Regions from separate parts of the Sus scrofa genome. Here region 2 is linked to region 1. The links are chromatin contacts, called in public HiChIP or PLAC-seq maps. All regions are on one chromosome and are shown on one strand. Each heading gives the region's core, a stretch centred on a gene start, on an enhancer-like site or on the middle of the called end of the contact. The rest is flanking DNA. Distances are from core to core; before and after follow the strand shown. Region 1 holds the start of MESDC1 (mesoderm development candidate 1). Region 2 holds the start of STARD5 (stAR-related lipid transfer protein 5).

Evidence for each region. HiChIP or PLAC-seq counts read pairs in DNA pulled down with a chosen protein or histone mark.
Region 2: a contact with region 1 is called in an H3K27ac HiChIP or PLAC-seq map of alveolar macrophages. The contact joins the promoter of STARD5 here to the promoter of MESDC1 in region 1. A contact is called at or near these places in 1 of 5 promoter capture datasets (fetal liver), 1 of 47 Hi-C or Micro-C datasets (alveolar macrophages) and 1 of 2 datasets of contacts at active chromatin or transcription factors (alveolar macrophages).

What each region holds. Positions count from the first base shown.
Region 1 is chr7:49,832,013-49,834,979 of Sscrofa11.1, reverse strand. It overlaps MESDC1 (mesoderm development candidate 1), which reads right to left and starts at 1,340. Exons shown (of 1, transcript NM_001258293.1): 1 at 1-1,340. The coding sequence starts at 1,010. LOC102161353 reads left to right here and starts at 1,031. Exons shown (of 3, transcript XM_021100044.1): 1 at 1,031-1,255; 2 at 1,492-2,648. The coding sequence starts at 1,031.
Region 2 is chr7:50,116,850-50,119,954 of Sscrofa11.1, reverse strand. It overlaps STARD5 (stAR-related lipid transfer protein 5), which reads left to right and starts at 1,303. Exons shown (of 6, transcript XM_003128449.4): 1 at 1,303-1,519; 2 at 2,211-2,260; 3 at 2,616-2,748. The coding sequence starts at 1,421.

The DNA.
Region 1 (2,967 bases), core at 91-2,590:
CCTTCAGACACGGCGCAGGCCGAGTTCCTCAGCCTCTCCCTGTGGTCCGACATCTTGGCGCCCCCGTCGGGGTGCTGCGCCAGATCCCTGAGGCACTGGGTCAGGAGCACGCAGGCCGACACCACGCTCATGGCGCCGCCCAGGATGGCGGTCTGCACCGCCTTGCCCTCGGCGCTCACAGCCGCCGCGCGACCCAGGAACTGCGGCTCGGTGGCGAAGCCCACCAGGGCGCTGACCGCCTGCACCAGCGGCCCGCTGAAGAGCGCGCAGCGGCTCCGCGCCAGCTCGCTGGGCGCCGCCTTGACCTCTCGCACGCAGGCCAGCAGCGCCGACGCGCTCGTGCTCATGCACTTGACGCCCAGCTTGAACTGCTCGCGTGAAAAGCGGTCCCGGGACTTGTCGCTGGCCAGGGCGCACGCGTCCGTCAGGAACTTGAGGTTGCGCGACAGGCCCTGCGACACCTCCAGCAGCAGCTGCGGGGTCATGTCGGCCAGCGGGGTGGCGCGCAGCACCGCGCAGCCCTGCTCCACCTCGTGGCGGCAGCGAGTCACGCGGTAGCGGTCCACGAGGCCCGGCTGCGCAGGCTGCGCGCCCGGCGTGGCCACCGCCGCCAGATAGGCCGCGTGGGCGGAGCACTCGGTCAAAGACACCACCAGGTCGCCCAGCTCCACCAGGCTGTCCCCCGCCTCCCCGAAGCGGCCCATGTTGAGCTGGCTCTGCACGTCGTGGGTGAGGATGGAGAGCCCCTTGGTGCGCGCGATGATGGTGTCTCGGCACTGCTCGAAGGACTCGGCGCCGGCGCAAGAGGAGGCAGGGCCCTCGAAGAGCACGGGCCGGGCCTCGCTCGACAGCAGCAGTAGGTCGGCCACCAGCTGCATCTTGCCCTTGCAGTGGTCACAGACGGACACCAGCCTCTTCCGCGGCTGCGAGGAGGCCCCGCCGACGACGACGCTCGCTGGAGCCGGAGAAGCCGCCTCGCCAGTGGGCTTCCCAGCGCTGCCGCTAGCCATCACGCCCGGGGGGCACTGGCATGCCGCTGGGGAGCCCGCTACCACCGCCGCTGCCAATGCCGCCGCCCCCGCGGCCGTCGCGACTCAGCTGGCCAAGGCCGAGGTGCCTTCCCCGCACCATCATGCCATCCACCGCCGCGGGCAGAGGGCACTGGGCTGCGGCGGCCGGAGCCCGGGCGGCGCGGGGCTGGCCCGGGAGCCAGGGAACGCAGGAGGCTCTTCGGGGCGCGGGGAGGGGCTGCAGCGTTCGGCCTCTTAGAGGGCTTGCAGGAACCATGAACCGGCGCAGAGCAAACTCACAGACCGCGCTCCTCCTCGCCGGGCTGCCAGGAAAGTCCCTTCTGCTGGGCTGCCGTCGCCGCCGCCGCCTTCCTGGGCATGGCCCGGCCGGATCGCCGGAGCAGGGAGGGCGGGAGAGGGAAGCTGGGAGTTGTCCTTCCTTCCTTCCTTTCTTTGAAATCAAAATCCTTTCCTCGGGGAGGAGCGCGGGTGGCGGCTCAGGCGGGCTCTGCTGTCAGGCACCTCGGACTCGGCGGCGCACGTGGGCTTCAGGCGTCCAAACCCTGCCAGGCGGCACTTCCCCGCGACGGTGGCCGGGGCAGACGCTTTGGGATGCAAGACTGCCCCGGGGGCATCTCCTGCCTCCCGCTCTCGGAAAGCGGCGCCGGCGGCGGCGGCAGGGCCGAGGGTGTGGCCGGTGCTGGCGCGGCCGAGTCAGAGTCGGGCGGGAGCCTGCACTGATTGCGCACAGCGGCCGGCCCGCTCGCGCTCTCGCCCGCCCGCCACGCCCGGGAGTGCCGGGCGCCGCGGCGGCCCCTTCCCGCCTCGCCGGTTCACAGAGCGCGGCCCGGCGCCCAGGCGGCACGCCCTCCCGGACCGCGCGCTCCGCGGCCCGCCGCTGGCTGTCGGCGTGAGTCCATCCCGGTTGCCTCGTCTTCCCCTCGGGCCCGCAGCGGCTGAGCTCTCCCGAGACCCCGGGCCCTGCGCATCGGACGCCGCCGCGCGCGTCTCCCTGGCGGCCCAGCCAACTCAGAAGGACCCCGCGGCGCTGCGGCAAGCCGCCCGGAGCCCGGCTCCTGCCATTTTTGTCAACCTCCAACTTCCGAGCGAGCCGGGAGAAACTGAAAGGAAGGGCGGGGGCCGAAAGGCAGAGGAGAAAACACCCGCTTCCTCTCCGCGCGCGGCTTCACCTCGGAGCGCGGCCGTGGGTACGCCGCCGCCCGCTCGCTCGCCCGCCCGCCGGGGCTGCTGGAGGCTTTTCCTCTTCCCGTCCGCGCCTCGCCCCCGGGCTCGCCGCCGCCGCCTCGGCCGTAACCTCCCTGGAGCCTATAGAAATCTTTTGTGTGGCGTCACCGCCTTTCGTTTAAATCCCGCTTCCTCCTCTCGCCCTTCCTCCCGCCCCCTCCGCCGCTCCCGGATGCTTGCGCGATGCGCTGCTCCTCCCCCGGGAAGCTGGGTGGCTGAAGGAGGACGCCCCCGCCCTGCGCGGACGCTGCCGGCGCCGGGCCGGTGGTCCCGGGCCTCGGCGGTGGTCCTGGGCGGAGAGGCTGGGACGGCGGACGGGAGAGAGGCCCGCCCGGGCCCGGGGCTCGGCACACACCCTTGGGAGACCCGGGCGCAGCCGCCAGTTGGCCTTACGTAAGCTCTCAGCCCAACCAGGGGGCTTCATGCTTCCTCCCCGTCCAGGGAGTGAGTCTCAAAGGTGGCTTGTTTTCTGGACCGAAGGGAGGGGGGCACTTGATACCATCCCCTAGTGATTTGCTGCGGTCCAGTCATCGCGTTTTGCGGGGACATCGATCGGTTTGCCAAGCTCTCCCCGCCCTTTGTTGTGTTTGATCCCCTTCCAGGGTGGGATTCCGAGGGAACTGTGCAGGGTAAGAAAAGAGCACCGGAGATGGAGTCCGCAGAGCAGGGCTAGACGCTTGCGGCTTCCTCCCTTTAATTAAATATCCCTTAC
Region 2 (3,105 bases), core at 54-2,553, 290 kb before region 1:
CTTCCTGGGCCAGGGACTGAACCCATGCCACAGCAGTGACCCAAGCCACTACAGTGACAACGCTGGACCCTGCACCACAAAACTCCCTGCTCTAACGTTTTGTGACATTTTGATGTATTTAATTTTTTAAACTTGGTTATTGATCTTTTTCTCTAATGTCTCCTAGGAACGTTCACACACGTTACTTCCCTTGCCCAGCACAATGGCACAGTGAGGCATTCATTATTGTTCCATTTCGCCTCCAAGCACAACAGCTAAGTGATTTGGCCAAACCACACGGAGTTGTGGGTGAAACCAGGTCTAGAACTTGGATTCTCTAATGTCCCATCCAGGCGTCTTAACACCTGTCAGCCCATCAAATCGTCCAAAAAGAGGTTTCAAGTGGTCATTTTCCTTACACTACTTTTTTTTTTCAAACCTTTAAAGGAAACAATAAACACAATACGGAAAATACAGATTTCACCGTTGACCTTTCAAATATTTAGCTGGTTATAGCGCTGAAGAGGAGGAAAGGAGGCTGGGGGATGTGACCCCCACTCACTCCCCAAGATAGAAGCCACCCAGATGCGCAGAGCTCAGCGACCTCTTATCTAAACGCCAGCGCTCTCCCAGATATTAGGGTATCTCACTGTCTCCTGGACATCACTTACAAGTCTTTCAGGCACCTGCAACTGAGTCTCCCCAGAACTAAATTCATCATGTTTCCCCTCAATCCTGTCTCTCGTCCCCATCTCAACTAACCACCGGTGGCTCAAGCCTGGAGGTGGGAGTCAGGATGCTTTCCTGCTCCCGTAGCCTCCACGGTCTAGCACGGAGATCTCTATATCCTATCTCCTAAACACACTACGAGAGGTCCTCTTCTCGCCGCGTCCACCACGCACTCCCTACAGGTCACCACGGTCTCTCCCCTTAAGGCTGATGCTGCCTAGCTGGGCTTCCGGTCTCCACAGCCGCCCTAGAAAGATACTTGTGATGCAAATCTTCCTACCGTCCCGCCAGGCAGAAAGTCTCTGCGCATTCAAGGCAAATTCCTAAAACAAGCCTATCACGTACTCGTTGATCTGGCCCGCCCACTTTGTTCTCAGCAGCCGGCCCTCTGGAGTCCCCGCTCTCCAGCGTCCCTCCCTGAGGCGGGACAGGCTGGAGGCAGACGGGGCAGGACGGTGAGGGGCGTGTCTCGGACCCACCCCGCCAGCTGTGTGTCTCTTGGTGCCCGGCCGGGCGATCTCCGGCCCTGCCAATCCCAGAGCCGGGCAGGAACCGTCACAGGGCCCGGACCAATCCTAGGTCGGGGGCGGGGTTATGGGCGGGGCTCTGGGTTCCGCCTGGGGCCCGGGTTTTCCTGGCTTCAGAGGCAGGTACCTGGCCATCCCCGCACACCCTACCCGCGATTCCGCAGCCTCGCGCAGCTCTCGTCGCAATGGACCCGGCTCTGGCCGCGCAGATAACCGAGGCGGTAGCGGAGAAGATGCTCCAGTACCGGCAAGACAAGTCAGGCTGGAAGATTTGCCGGGAAGGCGTGAGTGAGAAGCTGGGCAGGAAGGGATCCGGGCACCTCTGCTCCTTGGGGCCGGGGTTTCAGAAGCCCCCAGTCTCCTCCTCTCCCGGTAGTTTTTTGCATACAACCCCCCCTCCCCGCCCCCCTGAGCTAGATTGAGAAGGAGATTCCACTGCGGGTTGTTCCCTTAAAAAATATATCGGGCCTTTTGTGTACACAATGACGCCGGGAAGTAAGTTTCTGCCCCTCTCATTGAAAGACTTGGCCAAGGTCACCTGGCTGGTAAATGCTCGAAGTGGAACCCGAGGCACCAGGCTCCCAAGCTCTTACTCGGTTCCTCAGACCCTGCGGCCCTCTCTTGATTCCGGGAGGGTGGCGTGGGGATAGTGCTACTCACCGAATACTTAGGATTTTGAACAAGCAGACCTAAATTGCTCGAGGAAACTAGATGCTGGTGGCTTTTAAGGTGGTTTGAAACCACCCCCTCCCCAGTGCTCTTCAAGCTTTAAGACCCCCCCTTTACCCATCTCGTGCTCCTATGAGGCAGCTTTGTCCAGGACTGGTCCCCAGGGTGCCACGTATCACTTGGGTCTCCTTGGAGATTCGCATCTCCTGAGGCTCTAGACTTTGCTTCCATGAAACAGGACTGGGCCAGGTGATCTCCCAGAGCCCTTCTAGCTCTAAAATTCTGCGATTCTGTGCCTTTTGACAGAATGGAGTTTCAGTTTCCTGGAGGCCATCTGTGGAGTTTCCAGGGAACCTGTAAGTGCATGCCTTGTTCAAAGCTTGTCAGAGGTGCCACCCCTTTCCTGCAGTTTCTGTGGGTTTGTTTCCCAAGACACCCCAGTCCACCCTAGCACCTGGAATCAACTTATCGGTTATCTTCCAGAAAAGCTTCCATGTTGTACTAAATTGCTTTTCCTCAAGCTGTATTTCTTATGAAAGCTTATTGTCTGTCCTTTTCTGCAGGCCTGAGGGAGGAGGACAGGTAAACCTCAGCCCCTTCTCTTGCAAGACTGTCTAAAAAAGTGATGATGAGATGGCTTCTAGTCTTTCTGTGTTATCCCAGGATAAGTTTGACTAATGCCTTGGGGACACATTCTTCTTTGTGCTCCAGGTACCGAGGAGAAGGCATTGTGAATGGGACTCTAGAGCAGGTGTGGGACTGCATAAAGCCACTTGCTGGGACCCTACGAGATAAGTGGGATGAGAATGTGGCCGGTTTTGAAATTATCGAAAGCATCACTGATGTAAGTCTTTCCAAGCACTGTTGTTACTCCTAGTCAGTAACCTGGCTCTGTCCCTCTGGAGGGGGTGAGTGAAACCTTTAGGCAAGGGGACTATCCTGTGACCCCCCTGGTACCCAGGAAATACAAGCTTGCCACTCAAGCCCAGCCTCATCCCAGGTACAGGTAGGAAAAAGTGAGACTGAGAAGGGGAGAGGCACCCTGAACAGAGCTGAGAGAATATAGCAGCTGCTGATGGAGGCAGGAGTGTAGAGTGAACGTGAATTTTGTGTGAGCTCTGAGGATGCTGAAGCAGTTCCTGGATTGGACACATGGCTCAAGTTTGAAATATGGCCCCTTGATGGACCATGATAATAAACT